Regions from separate parts of the Mus musculus genome. Here regions 2, 3, 4 and 5 are each linked to region 1. Evidence: chromatin contacts called from public Hi-C and HiChIP or PLAC-seq data. All regions are on one chromosome and are shown on one strand. The core of a region is the stretch at or near the end of the contact, and the rest is flanking DNA. Distances in the headings are between cores, read along the strand shown. Region 1 holds the start of Kcnq5 (potassium voltage-gated channel, subfamily Q, member 5). Region 2 overlaps Kcnq5 (potassium voltage-gated channel, subfamily Q, member 5). Region 3 overlaps Kcnq5 (potassium voltage-gated channel, subfamily Q, member 5). Region 4 overlaps Kcnq5 (potassium voltage-gated channel, subfamily Q, member 5). Region 5 overlaps Kcnq5 (potassium voltage-gated channel, subfamily Q, member 5).

Evidence for each region. A called contact is a pair of places that touch in the nucleus more often than the background predicts. HiChIP or PLAC-seq counts read pairs in DNA pulled down with a chosen protein or histone mark.
Region 2: a Hi-C map of the N1E-115 cell line shows a contact between it and region 1, with 9 times the contacts expected there. The contact joins the enhancer-like site here to the promoter of Kcnq5 in region 1. A contact is called at or near these places in 17 of 39 promoter capture datasets (the 3T3-L1 cell line, the C10 cell line, the HPC-7 cell line and 11 more), 3 of 15 datasets of contacts at CTCF or cohesin (hippocampal excitatory neurons, large pre-B cells and pro-B cells), 116 of 484 Hi-C or Micro-C datasets (the 63-12 cell line, the AML12 cell line, B cells and 79 more), 30 of 115 datasets of contacts at active chromatin or transcription factors (the 230-238 cell line, DN3 thymocytes, SST interneurons and 25 more) and 4 of 9 other capture datasets (adipose tissue, liver, macrophages and 1 more).
Region 3: a FOXA1 HiChIP or PLAC-seq map of pancreatic cancer cells shows a contact between it and region 1. The contact joins the enhancer-like site here to the promoter of Kcnq5 in region 1. A contact is called at or near these places in 5 of 39 promoter capture datasets (the C10 cell line, cranial neural crest, hippocampal neurons and 2 more), 1 of 15 datasets of contacts at CTCF or cohesin (pro-B cells), 2 of 484 Hi-C or Micro-C datasets (cerebral cortex and pancreatic cancer cells), 10 of 115 datasets of contacts at active chromatin or transcription factors (the 230-238 cell line, astrocytes, cardiomyocytes and 6 more) and 1 of 9 other capture datasets (pancreatic islet).
Region 4: an H3K4me3 HiChIP or PLAC-seq map of the 230-238 cell line shows a contact between it and region 1, with 14 read pairs. The contact joins the enhancer-like site here to the promoter of Kcnq5 in region 1. A contact is called at or near these places in 7 of 39 promoter capture datasets (the C10 cell line, cranial neural crest, hippocampal neurons and 2 more), 2 of 15 datasets of contacts at CTCF or cohesin (large pre-B cells and pro-B cells), 7 of 484 Hi-C or Micro-C datasets (the 63-12 cell line, the Ba/F3 cell line, the C10 cell line and 4 more) and 5 of 115 datasets of contacts at active chromatin or transcription factors (the 230-238 cell line, DN3 thymocytes, forebrain and 1 more).
Region 5: an H3K27ac HiChIP or PLAC-seq map of neural progenitor cells shows a contact between it and region 1, with 8 times the contacts expected there. The contact joins the enhancer-like site here to the promoter of Kcnq5 in region 1. A contact is called at or near these places in 5 of 39 promoter capture datasets (the C10 cell line, cranial neural crest, liver and 1 more), 1 of 15 datasets of contacts at CTCF or cohesin (pro-B cells), 3 of 484 Hi-C or Micro-C datasets (cortical neurons, embryonic fibroblasts and large pre-B cells), 2 of 115 datasets of contacts at active chromatin or transcription factors (large pre-B cells and neural progenitor cells) and 1 of 9 other capture datasets (adipose tissue).

Annotation. Positions count from the first base shown.
Region 1 is chr1:21,960,630-21,963,228 of GRCm38.p6, reverse strand. It overlaps Kcnq5 (potassium voltage-gated channel, subfamily Q, member 5), which reads left to right and starts at 1,287. Exons shown (of 14, transcript NM_023872.3): 1 at 1,287-2,048. The coding sequence starts at 1,648.
Region 2 is chr1:21,457,513-21,460,111 of GRCm38.p6, reverse strand. Kcnq5 (potassium voltage-gated channel, subfamily Q, member 5) reads left to right here. Exons shown (of 14, transcript NM_023872.3): 10 at 2,488-2,599. Among named protein-coding and RNA genes, the nearest start is that of Khdc1b, 75 kb to the right of the region's middle. Within about 2 kb of position 1,306, at least 10 of the 459 cell types and tissues checked have an H3K27ac peak or open chromatin away from gene starts, as enhancers often do. A contact at or near this core is called in the N1E-115 cell line, adipose-derived mesenchymal stem cells and muscle stem cells, where this site is marked.
Region 3 is chr1:21,498,730-21,501,328 of GRCm38.p6, reverse strand. The region is part of intron 5 of Kcnq5 (potassium voltage-gated channel, subfamily Q, member 5); the gene reads left to right. Among named protein-coding and RNA genes, the nearest start is that of Khdc1b, 120 kb to the right of the region's middle. Within about 2 kb of position 1,303, at least 30 of the 459 cell types and tissues checked have an H3K27ac peak or open chromatin away from gene starts, as enhancers often do. A contact at or near this core is called in pancreatic cancer cells, where this site is marked.
Region 4 is chr1:21,553,530-21,556,128 of GRCm38.p6, reverse strand. The region is part of intron 2 of Kcnq5 (potassium voltage-gated channel, subfamily Q, member 5); the gene reads left to right. Among named protein-coding and RNA genes, the nearest start is that of Khdc1b, 170 kb to the right of the region's middle. Within about 2 kb of position 1,303, at least 35 of the 459 cell types and tissues checked have an H3K27ac peak or open chromatin away from gene starts, as enhancers often do. A contact at or near this core is called in the 230-238 cell line, the 63-12 cell line, the Ba/F3 cell line and 4 more, where this site is marked.
Region 5 is chr1:21,650,027-21,652,625 of GRCm38.p6, reverse strand. The region is part of intron 1 of Kcnq5 (potassium voltage-gated channel, subfamily Q, member 5); the gene reads left to right. Among named protein-coding and RNA genes, the nearest start is that of Khdc1b, 270 kb to the right of the region's middle. Within about 2 kb of position 1,280, at least 5 of the 459 cell types and tissues checked have an H3K27ac peak or open chromatin away from gene starts, as enhancers often do. A contact at or near this core is called in neural progenitor cells, where this site is marked.

The sequences.
Region 1 (2,599 bases), core at 38-2,537:
TTTGAAGGGAAACAAGGTCTTGCTGAGTAAGAACCAGGAAGAGGTCTTCACAAAACAATAACGATAAAAATAAAAGTAAAACTCTTAGCTGACGTTCTGACTGTAGAAAGCAGCTGTCTGTGGGCGTGGGTGTATGCACGGGGTGTATGTGTGGGTGTGTTGGTAGAGTATTATCTGCTATGGGTGAGACAACCAAGATAAGATTTTTGCCTTAGTGTTGGCTGGTATTCATGGAAGTGAAAAAAGGCTCAGGGATGGCCACTTTGCTACTGACTACCATGACTTTGTGTTGAAAGCATAGTTCAGTTGAACTTGGCGATTATTACTTTTTTTTTTTTAAATATTTGGGAGGAAGGCTGCTCTATTAGAAGGAGTTCCCAATCCTGGTGTCCTCTCAGTTTCCCCATCGCTGAATCTGTTGTTTAATTGCTAACAATATTTTTGAAAGGCGGAGTTCTGAGCCAGCAGCACCATAATCTCACTCTCATCCAAGAGAAGAGATGGGCTTTGGGGCGCCCATTTTCCAGAGGTGGTGGGGGATGCAGTCAGTGGTTCCCTTTTCTCTAACATTGTAAGTTACAGCATCCTGTCTGAGAGGCAGGTCCTGGACTCACTATCCTCCATGATCCCTCTCGAACTCCCTGGGGACGCCACAGTCGCGGCGGAGATTTAAGCAGTTTTATGACTTTCTTTCACTTACATGGAAATTTCTGGAAGGAGAGAAGTGGGCTCCTTTTCCCAGGCTGCTCTGTCAGGAGGAGCTCCCTCACCACGAAGGAGCTACTTTGGAGTTTTACGCCCTCCCCACACCCCACCCCTGGGGATGGGAAGGATGTTCTGCGACTCGCAGGCTTGTTGTCTGAGGCTAGGATGGAAAGTCACAGCCTGCAGGCTGGATTGAGTCGCGGGAAGCTGCTGGGTCCCTGCCTGGCTCTCTCCGGGTGTGTCCATTGAACTGCGGTGGGCTGGTCCCCAGCGCGGGAACCCAAGCGCCACTGCCAGAAGCTTAGCCCCCGCTGGCTCGCTCCTAGGCTAGCCAAAACCTGGAGGGTAGGACAGAACCTTTCCTGCCCACACCCATCACCCGAGGATGGCAGGACCAGGCGCGGCATAGCAGCGGGAGAAGCCCAGAGACCCGCTCGTCCAGTTTATTCAAGAGGCAGACTTCGCCCTCCGGACAGCTCCGAGTCCCAGGAAGAACCGAACCAAACTCATCCTGGGAGACCGACTTAGGGTCAAGCCGGTATTCTGCCGGGGTGCAGGGGACAGACAGACTCGAACCCTGCTGGGTGTGCACGCGTGCGAGCGTGCCTCCGGGCATCCCGCACACCCTCAGTCCCGTGTGCCGACACTCCTCGGGGAGGAGGGAGTGGCAGCCACCAGACTAAAGGAAAGCGAGGGACACCTCACAAAGTGACGCCCCCAACAGGTCCGGATTTGGAATTGGAAGCGGCAGAAATCCGGACCTCCCCGGGCCTGCTCCGCACACCCCGCCGCCCCCGCCCGGAGCCCCGACTCTAGGCTAGTCCGCCCCCCCGGGGCGCCCCGTCGGCTGCGGGTTTCCTCCTGCAGACCTGCCCGCGCACATGAAGCCGCTGCCCCCGCCGCAGGCGCCAGCGCCCCCCTCGCGGTGCCCGTGGTGATGCCATGCCCCGCCACCACGCGGGAGGAGAGGAGGGCGGTGCCGCCGGGCTCTGGGTGAGGAGCGGCGCGGCGGCGGCGGCAGGCGCGGGTGGGGGGCGCCCGGGCAGCGGCATGAAGGATGTGGAGTCCGGCCGCGGCAGGGTGCTGCTGAACTCGGCGGCCGCCAGGGGCGACGGCCTGCTGTTGCTCGGCACCCGCGCGGCGGCGCTCGGCGGAGGCGGCGGCGGCTTGAGAGAGAGCCGCCGGGGCAAGCAGGGGGCCCGAATGAGCCTGCTGGGGAAGCCGCTCTCCTACACCAGCAGCCAGAGCTGTCGGCGCAACGTCAAGTACCGGCGGGTGCAGAACTATCTGTACAACGTGCTGGAGCGACCCCGCGGCTGGGCGTTCGTCTACCACGCGTTCGTGTGAGTACCCGCGCCCCCACTTCCGACCCCGTGTGCCCCTAGCCATGCCCTCTGTTGGGGAGCCCCGGGGCGCACTTGGCGCCCGCGCCCTGGCCTTAGGCGCGGAAACGCGTGCGCGCTCACACGCAGAGCTACACACACGTGGTGGTTTTTATTTCTTTGCACGTGTTGCCATCGGCCCTCTGGAGCCCTCAATCTCTCTCGTCCCACCTCTCGCTCTGGTTCACATAGAGCCCTTTTGCCCCAAAGCACCCAAGGGACTAACGGGTCAGTTCCAGGTACCTGGGTGATTGAAGGCAGAAGCCGGACTTAGGCGACTCAGATAATCGGGAGCGATTAGGTCCTGATATGCGGAAAGTTAACTGAGTGGGGCGCCCAGGAGCTGGGGATAGCTCCGGGAGGTTGTGCACCATCCCGAGACTGGAGAGACTGGGAGGGCATGACCGGGTGGGATGGAGTGGCGAGGAGAAGGTTAAGAGTGGGTCCACAGTCAGCTCTGGGGTCAAGCAGAGGAAGCTGCTACGTGATGGAGAGAGAGAGAGACTAGGTTG
Region 2 (2,599 bases), core at 57-2,556, 500 kb after region 1:
GCCATCTAGTGGCTCACAACTATTTATAGCTCTATCTCCAGGGGATCTGGTGTCCTTTACTGGCCTCTAAGCACCAGCCATGCACAGGGCACGCAGACAGACAGACAGACAGACAGAATGCCTGCACACGCAAAATAAAATAAACTAAATTTAAAAGACAACCGAAAAGAAAATGGTACCCAGAATTAACATGTCAATTTTTAATGTGTGTAGATTTAAAAAATGTTTCATCAACTTGTAGAGGTAATGATGTAATGATATGTTACAGGGGTGATTCTCAAATATTTTGTCATCATAAATAAATCATGGGATATCTGAAGCTGTTTTATTTTAGAAAATTTTTAAGCTTTTTAAAAATTGTAGTTCTTAAAAAAAGAATAAAATAGAATTTATATTAATTTCTTGGTGATTATATTTTACCCGTTTCTTGTTTGTTCAGTTGGATTAGGAAAGAGATGTAGCTTTCCAGCATTTAAACTTAACCTTCCATGCAATTAGCATTAATTCCAGAAAGGTAAGAGACAAGGTCAAACACAGTGAGAACACTTGGGGTTCTCATTTAGCTGTGTCTACTTGAGTCAGCCATTTATGGAAATGAAGGTGCAGAAACGAACATATGTTTGCTGAACTACATCATCAAAAATTTAAGTTACGGTACAGACAAGCTGAAAATTTTTTTAAAGATCAGAAATTTTTATAATTAAAATCCTTTTAAGGGAAAGTAGGCATTTTTCACCTATCTCTTTGACAGGTTTCTCTTAGTAATTTAAGGGTATGGGGTGATATGGAGAACCTAGACTGAATATAAAACAATGTGCTCGTTAGCTGTTTTCTGTTGCTGTCGTTTGATGTAACCTATCATTTAATCATACATTTGTCAAGATAAAGCCTGTGACCGACGGGGCTGTTGGACAGAATTCTTGACCTCACGTGACCTCACCACAAAACTGCCCAGCCTGCATGTGCCTTCAGCTAGTTGTGCTGGAAGTGGCTGTGTCTGCATTTGGGGCCAGGAGGTGTCAGCTGCATGGTCAACTCCTTTAGTGCTAACCAGACTGTCAGACCACCATTGTTCATGATATGATTTGTTTCCATGTACACAACTTCACATCAGACATGGCACCTCTTTAGACCCGCAGAGGTTAAGCAGCTAGGCATGGAAAAACAAATGTTACTATCTCTCGTTAGCTGCCAGACACACACCCACTAAACACATTTGCTGTTGGCATGCTGCAGCTGGGGACCGTGGACACTGCGGTAAGTGGAGAAGACAAGGCCTTCACTTGGTCTCAGACAGTCCTTATCCATGAGCACGCTGCCTTCATCCCCCACAAAGGCTGCAGCATGACTCACAAGAGCTGTGCTAAGCGACTCACCCTCAGACCCATTGCTCCATTATTTCTTCAGTCTCTGAAGAGCACTGGGCCCTTCGCATTGATAACTGTGTGTTGCTTTCTAATGAATAGCACAGCGCTTTATAAGTGAAACAAAACCATGTTGGGGCATATAACACTCTCCACAGTTCATTTGATTCCTATAAGTATATATGTATGTATTTTAAAAGATAGCTATATTACTCCTGTTTTCTCATGAGTCAGAGACCTGTCTCCATAATTCCTACCTGCTCCTCCTAACACAACACAAAAGACACACATCTTAACCATGGAAGGGTAAAGATTCATTTTGGATTCTGTTGCTAGTACATCCTTGACCATCCCACGGCAGCTTGATCCCATCCAGTACCACAGAACGGAATGTTTAGATAAAAGTGATCTTCCTGGTAGCTTGCTTTCATGGCAGAAAACTGTCAACATTGCATCTCTTTCTGTCAATCACCTCATTCATTACATGTCGAGGCTGCCCCCCAACCAAACCCCATGTTTGGTTTCTTTTCCCAAGAATGAAGAACATAATGTCAAGTGTCATGTGTTTAATATATGTGTGCAGTGCTGTCGATTGCTTTGAGATTGCATGAATTTATGGATATCATAATCTTGCCTGGGGTATACAATGCATGCTGAATGTAGGTACATATGTAACCATCATCCCTGTTTACCTGTAGCGATGCTTAGGAGTTCCAAAGAAAGATCTCCCAAACAAACAAACAAGAGGAACTTAACAATGGAGGGGAAAGCTACAACCACCCAACAATTTTTAAAGTGAATTCCAAACTCATTTTTGGTTATCTTCAGTGAAATTGGGCACAAAGTGTTCTACCTGGTCGTTTTCCTTCCTACATAAATCCAAGGAGCATGTATTTACTCACAAGAGTGAGACTGATCTCAAATAAATACACACAGCATGATTAAATGTCGCTCTTTTCTTTATTTTTTTTTCAATAAAAAAAATCTATTTCTGGCTCCTACTTGCTGCACACGCTCTTGCCTATTGATTTGTAAATGGCCTTATAGTTTCATCCAAGCATTCGCCCCTGAGGAATGAGAGATGCTTGTTTCGATGGAATAACCGTGGCTCTGTTTTCCACAGTCAGAAGCTGAGCTTTAAGGAGCGAGTGCGCATGGCTAGCCCAAGGGGCCAGAGCATTAAGAGCAGACAAGCATCAGTAGGTGACAGGAGATCCCCGAGCACTGACATCACT
Region 3 (2,599 bases), core at 54-2,553, 460 kb after region 1:
CACACGATGCTTACTATAGCACTGTTCATAGTACCTAGGCAATAGAACCAGATTGGATGTGCATGTTTTTCTCTAAGATGAGGAGTCTAGATATGAACAAATGTGAGTGCATGTATGTGCACACATTCACATGCATCCATAGTCCCATAAAAGTAGATAGACAATTGTGGAGGGTTTTTTTTTCTGCCACAAAGGAAAATGCAACCATAGCATCTGTAGGAAAGTGGATGCAAATGGAGATTGTCATTGTCACAGTGAAATAATCCTGATGCAGAAAAACTAACAATGCATGCCTTCTCTAATGTGGAAAGTCTAGACATAGATGTGTGTTTGTGTGTATGCGCGCACAGTAGTTCATATGTACATACGTGTACACACACATACTGCACCCTTAGCCCCATGAAACCCATAGGGTATCATGTGAGAGGAGAAAGAGGTTGATGCCTGTGGTAGGGAGAAGAGAGGATAATGAAATGCATGCAACATACAAAGGTAGGGAGAAATATAATCAGAAAAAGCAACACAGTTGGGATGCCAGAGGAATTTGGGAGAGGGATGAGTCAGAACAAAATCATATAATGGCATGCATGCATGAGAAAAAAATATCATGGCATGCACATATGAGAAGTGTTACATAATAAGAGAAAGCGTCATAGTGAAACTCATTGCTTTATGAGTTAACTCACAAAGTCAATTTAGAAAAAAAAATTGTTTCATTTCCAACTCTTCCTCCCTACACACAAGAAACACTGGGCAAAGGATAGAGATCAGAAATAGACTTGAAATTCTTTTTTTTTTTAGGTATTTTACTCGTTTACATTTTTAATGCTATCCCAAAGGTCCCCCATACCCACCCCCCCAATCCCCTACCCACCCACTCCCCCTTTTTGGCCCTGGCGTTCCCCTGTACTGGGACATTCTTGAAATACCTCTAATAAACAGAAAGTAAATGAAATCCTGTTATTTGTGGTGAGATATGGTGTAACCTGAGAAAGTGGGTGGGTTTTCATGGGATCGAGGGAAGGCAATTCATAGCCCAACCTTTCTGCAGCAGTCTGAATTCATGTGTGGCGTTTGCTTCTCTTGGATAATTCAAATACATTTCAGTTGATGGAGATATTCAGGGGCACCTGTTCCCCCTTTGAGATGCAGTTGCTGGCAAATTAAGCCTGGCACCTTTTTATCTCTCTTTCCATTCTTCCTCTCTCTTTTTTTTATTACCAATACAAATTGCTGTGTTGTGTGTTAAACTGTGTGTGGGAAACTCTCAATATACCCTTGCTTAGTCACCAGCCAGCTAGCTTCTCGGCAGCGCCACGAACAAAGCAAGCTTTCAAAGGTCATCTCTGCGATGTGTAGGGAGAAGCAGCGTATTTTCAATGATTTCCTCTTCGAGAAGGCTGTTTTGACTGCTGTTTAACCTGTGCTTTACAGGCTTCTCAATGGCCTAATTATGTTTCCATAAAAAAAAAAACCACTAGGCTTGATATCAAAGTAAAAATAAGTAAATAAAAAGATCGTTCAGCATACCAAGCTTCTAGGAATGAAAATAAGGGCTTATGACTCTGAAACAGTTTTGTTTATATTGGCTGACTCATTAATGGAGTTGTCTGAAGGTTAAAAAAAAACATGAAATGTAGTTAAGAGAGATTATTATTTCTATTCATTACAAAAACAGCATATAGTAGATCTGAGTGCTAAGGAAATTTAGATTATTGATAGTGACTTATAATATGTCACTAAAGACCTTTGTGGAAAGCTTGTTTATGTCATTTTTAATTGAAATTGTCCCTGTTGCATATGATGGGGTCCTCAATAACTCTGGAGTATCTAGATTAAATGGGAAAATAAGACCACCCTAAACTGGAGTACACCACCCTACACTGAAGTGTGCCACTCTAAACTGGAGTGTTTATTAGTTCTAGGCTTTATGAAAAGCGGAATTCTCCTTAGTAAGAGTCCAAAATACCAACATTTGATACCAGAATTCACTTTGTGTTCCATCTATAAATACAGTACCCCACTAAATTCCAAGTTTTAAAAGTAAAGATCCTTGATTTAAGATAGGAAGAGCTGTCCCCAGCATCAATATTTAGGGAGATACAGGAGTGTGGTCAGCAGTGATCAATGCCAAAGTACAGGTTTTTTTTTAATTAGGTATTTTCTTATTTTACATTTCAAATGCTATCCCAAAAGTCCCCCATACCCTCCCCCACCAACTCCCCTACCCACTCACTCCCACTTCTTGGCCCTGGTGTTCCCCTGTACTGAGGCATAAAAACTTTGCAAGACCAAGGGGACTCTCTTCCCAATGATGGCCAACTAGGCCATCTTCTGCTACATATGCAGCTAGAGACACAAGCTCTGGGGATACTGGTTAGTTCATATTGTTGTTCCACCAATATGGTCGCAGACTCCTTTAGCTCCTTGGGTACTTTCTCTAGCTCCTCCATTGGGGGCCCTGTGTTCCATCCAATAGCTGACTATGAGCATCCACTTCTGTGTTTGCCAGGCACCGGCATAGCCTCACAAGAGACAGCTATATCAAGGTCCTTTCAGCAAAATCTTGCTGGCGTATGCAATGGTGTCTGTGTTTGGA
Region 4 (2,599 bases), core at 54-2,553, 410 kb after region 1:
CATCGACTTGTTTGTAGAGGGTACACGGTAAATGTGTGAAAACGAAATGTTCTGACCATTCAATCTGAAAACAAATCAGTATGTACCTCTACTTTGTCTATATGGCATTTGTCACTGTTTGCTTTTTTTCTTGCTATTTTGTCATTGCTTCTCAATATTGATTTCTGACATCTGGGGTGTAAGCTTCCCAAGAGTGTATCTTTGTTTTATTTATAGCTTTAGTCTATGTTCAGAACAAAGTAAGTACTCTATGGCTGGAACAAAAGAAATTTGAGATAAACCTTTCAACTACATGAAATGGGTGACTAGATCCAGGGTTTGCTTTCCTGTCCTAGTGTCAAGCTTTTAAATAAATCACTATACAAGCTCAGTTCTTCCTGAACACATTAAAATATGCTGGTTCCAATTAATCTTGTAATTTAAACACTATTAAATTCCGAAACAAATTTTCACTAATTTTAGAAGGACAACAAGACAAAATAATTGAGTATTATAAGTATAACTGAGTATTATAGAGTATAGCTTTCAAAATATAAAATAAAATGAATCTTTGTTAATTTTTGCTCCTTTTAACTCGTTTTCAGTTTTCACTTTCTTTTGAGTTCTACGTCACTTCTGAATCTTAGGTACTCATGTATTTACATTATTTTCACTAGTAGTATTATCAAATATCAAAGCTTCATTAACCCTGAAGAATAATAGTATGATATGTGTCTGAAGCCACCAGTAAAAATGGATAGTTTCAGATTAAATATTAATATAATTTAAAGTCATTTAGCAATGAGAGTCATTCAGTAATGATATCTGGGGGGAGGGGCAAGGAGAGAGTCCCACATAGCATCCTATAATACCATTTGAGATCAACAGAACCTAAAGAAACTAAGATGAGTTCTTAATGCTCCTCTCTCTGATCTCATGGCAATTTCATTGGGTTTAACACACACATTTTTAGGCATGCATTTGACTTTTCTTGAGTTTCTACTCCATTCTAGATGCAGTGTTCTATTTCACCCTTGATTTTATTCAGGACTGATTTCATTAAATGAGAGAGCTAAAAGTAAGTGGAATTAGAAGTTCCATGATTCACAAAGATGATAGGATAAAAAGGGAACCTGATTAAAACAGAGGAAATGATTCAGTCTCTACTAGGGGATTGGAAAAAAACGTCCACAGGTGATAGTGACATTTAAACTAGACCGACAAGACAAAAGTTGTCGTTAGGCTGACGAAGTTCTAGGGAAGTGGTGGTTGAACAAAAGAACCTCAGAGGAATTTGTAACGGGGCTTTGAACTTATTTGTTTAAGTAGAGTAGTTCCTCTTTTTCTGTGGCTTTTATTATTTGTGCCCAATTGCATTCTGAAACTGTGGGATATGCTTCCCGTGTTTTAGAGTGCATACCATTCTGCATTTATGATAAAACCTCCCCCTGTGCCACTGACCCATCTGGGCCATGAGTCACCCACTTGTCAACAGGTATCTGCTCTGGGTGTGCTACCCTCTCATTGGTAATTTTGTATCCCTCTTTAGTGAAGATCCATTGCCATGGTATTATAAGACTTTTAGTCAGTTAACCCCTATTTTGTATAACTGTGTCCCTAAAACAAAAGAATAATGTTGCAGGAAATGAGTATATGTCAAGAAGAAACTGTGAAGTACTTCCCATAACGGAAAGGGTGAACATTCCCAATTTAATAAGAAAAGAAGGATTATATGTTGAGCTCATTATACCATTCATTATAATTCATCCTTTCTGAAAATAGAAAAGCACACTGAAAGTAGAGAGAAAAGTAATTACAGAATAAGACACTTTTTTTTTAAAGGAAGCTGGGGCTGGAGGATAGCCCAGCAGTTAAGAGCACTGGCTACTCTTCCAAACCTGGGTTTGATCTCAGTACCCACATGGCAGCTCACAACTGTCTGTAACTCCTGTTCCATGTGATCCACTGCAATATTCTGGCCTCTGCAGGTACCATGAATGTACATGGTACACACACAGACATGTAGGCACAACATCCATTTACATAACATAATGTTTTTTTAAAAAATTAAAGAGGGTAGAAGACAGAATCATATTTCTGTAACTATTATCACAGAATATTGTTATAATTTCTTATTAATTTTTAATTTTATTGTGTCTAATTTATAAATTTATCTTTAACTTAGGGCTGTGGATACAAAAGCCTAGTTTACAGAAGACTTGGTGCTATCTGAAGTTTTAGGCATCACCTAGGAGACTTAGAATGTCTTCCCCTTGGAGAAGATTTTGGAGTTTGTACTGGCAATGACAGACATCAACAGGAGCTCTTTTTTTTTTTTAACTGAAAATGTCTTTAATTTTTTATAGATATTTTCTTTATTTACATTTAAAATGTTATCCCCTTTCCTAGTTTCCCCTCTGAAAATCCCCTATCCCCTCCCCCACTCCCCTGCTCCCCAACCTACCCACTCCCATTCCTGGTCCTGGCATTCCCCTATACTGGGGCATAGAGCTGTCACAGGACTCTTTAAGTAGTATCATAAGCTGATCAAATTTTACTTTGAGTGTGATAACTCTGACTCTATCCTGGAGGAAAGATGAAATGGCAAAGGACCACGGGA
Region 5 (2,599 bases), core at 31-2,530, 310 kb after region 1:
TGCAGCTAGTCTCTATCTCTCAAAGTGGTCACAACCTCCCCAAACAGTCTAGGGACAAAGTGTTCAAACACATAAACCTTGAAGAACTCTTTTTATCCAAACTGTAACACTCCTTACCATTCTTTCTCCAAATAACATCCAAAGTCACTCTAGAAACATAAGTCAGACTGTGGCTCTGTTTCGTCTTAGTCTAGCGTGACCTTCTTCTGAATTTAAGATCTGAGCTCCTTATCATGTCCTGTGAAAATTCATTATCTCATCCCTGATAATTTCCTCCCTTTCTGTCAAGACTTGCCTCTCTACCTCACTAATCCCCAACCGCCTTAATCTCTCTCCTCCTCATGTGCCCTGAACTTGAGCTTCAGCATATACCAATCACATGGAAGTCCCTTCATACTGTGCTTTTCTTAGTTCCATCTTCTCCAGTCAGGTTGCTATGGAGACTCCTGATCATGAGAAGCTTTCCCTAAAATGACCCCCTTAGCAACTACTTTTCCCAGTCCTCAATATCATTTGTTTCACTGAACATGTCATTGTGACCAATAGGTCCCATGGGGACAAAGAGCTCATCTGATTTATCCAGGGTATTCCTTGGAAACTTCCTCAGAAGATTAATGAAAAGTTGGATAAACTTTAATGCAAATTTACATGAGCTGTTTTCCAAAATAAAGTAAGAAACAAAATTCAAAATTAGATGTTGTGTTAAAAACAAGTTGCATGCAAGGTCTTGAACTTAGTGTGAAATTGATCGTACTTTCAACCTCTTACAATGGAAGTTACAATCATGAGAAAATGTTACATTTGGTATTTTATAATTAATTGGAAAATTTTATATGCATTAGCATGCCCCATTTTTAGGGTAATGGGAGTTGAATTCACGTCTGTACAAAATACTGTTCATGATAGCTTTAATATGTTGTACTTGATACAACATAGAGTCTGTCAGCAAGGAAGAAAGAACCTTAATAGAAGAATTGTCTAGAACACATTAGGTAGTGGGCATGCCTTTTAGGCATAATCTTTATTGCTAATCAATGTAAGAGACCCTAGACCAGTGTCTGCAGTATGACCCCAGATCAATGATCCTGAACTGTGTAAGAAATCCATGTAAGCAGTAGCATAGGAGTGGAACAGAGACTGAGCCAGCAAAAAGATTTCTCTGTTGATTCTGTTAAGTCTCTGTTTACATTCCTGCCCTGACATCCTTCACAATGGACTGTAACCTGGACGTGTAAGATGAAAAAACTCTGTTCTCCTCAAGCTGCTTTTGATCAGAGTATCTTTTCAAAGAAACAGAGCTCTAACTAGAATGTATAGAAGCATGTATTACCAAGCTATGACCATATCCTCTTATCTGATTTTTAATTGATAAACCTCCTTAGCTCATAAAAATATGAATTATATACCAAATAATTCCTGGCCTTTATCAACAGTTTCTAGCCCCTTTTTTGCCACCTAACTACCCTTGTGTCTTTCTGTTTCAACTGTGTTTTCTTCATCTTTGAACTTGATGGCTTCTAATTTCTAAATCTTCCGTCTGAGTCTCATCATTAGCATCAGATGAATGTACTCTTGTTCCGTGATGCTGGCGTCTGTAATTTCCAAGTAGTTTCGTCTGTGTATTTTGCATAATTGTGTTAGAACAGCAGCTGAAACTGCAACTAGGTTTGTAATAGTCCCAAGGGAGTTGATGCCACAAAAATAACAGCTTCTTCATAAAAACAATTCATATTGATAACTTATGCATGCATACTAGGATTACAAAGAAATAGGGTAAAGCTTTATTGCAGTAATTTATAAATAATACTACATAAAGAAGAATTATCACTTATGGTACACGGAGACTCTGGCATTCTTCAGCAATCACTCTCCCCTCAAGTTTGGGACATACACAGGGACTTAAAGGTACTGGGTAACGTTCTGTAAACACAGTACAATTTGAGCTGCCAATCGAAGCTCATTCCAATAAAGAAACTATGGCGTTCTTTGCTTGCACCAGCTGGAATTCACCCAGAGACAGGGCAAGAAACTGTTATGTGACTGAGCAAACTGAGCTCACTTTTTTGAAGGGAAGCTACGTCTATTTCTACCAACAAATCAAAGGTCCACAGAATGCATCACACATTATCAAAATGAAAAATAACAAGTTAAAGAACGTTTCAGTAAACAGTAAGCTTTTTCTCTTGCGCCTCGTTTTAGTGATCATTTACTCCTATCACTTTGTTATACCTAATAGTATATCCTTCATCCTTGCTTCAAAGGGAGGATGATTAAACAGACAGACAGGCAAACAGACAGACAGACAGACAACCACATAATGGAGTGCTTAGAAAGCTAAATGTTTTCAAATTCCTCAAACAACTTGGAAAAACTCTCATTTATAAAACTATGGATTTGTGGTTACTATGTTATTAACTTGTCTATAAACCTCATTTACAAAAATATATCCGTATAGATATTTAGCCTGCCTGCATGACTGCATACCATATGCATCCCTGGTAACCACAGAGACAAGAATAGTGCATCAGATCCCTGGAGCTACATTATAGATGGTTGTGAGCTACTATGTTGTGTGTTGGAAACTTAACCCAAGTCCTCT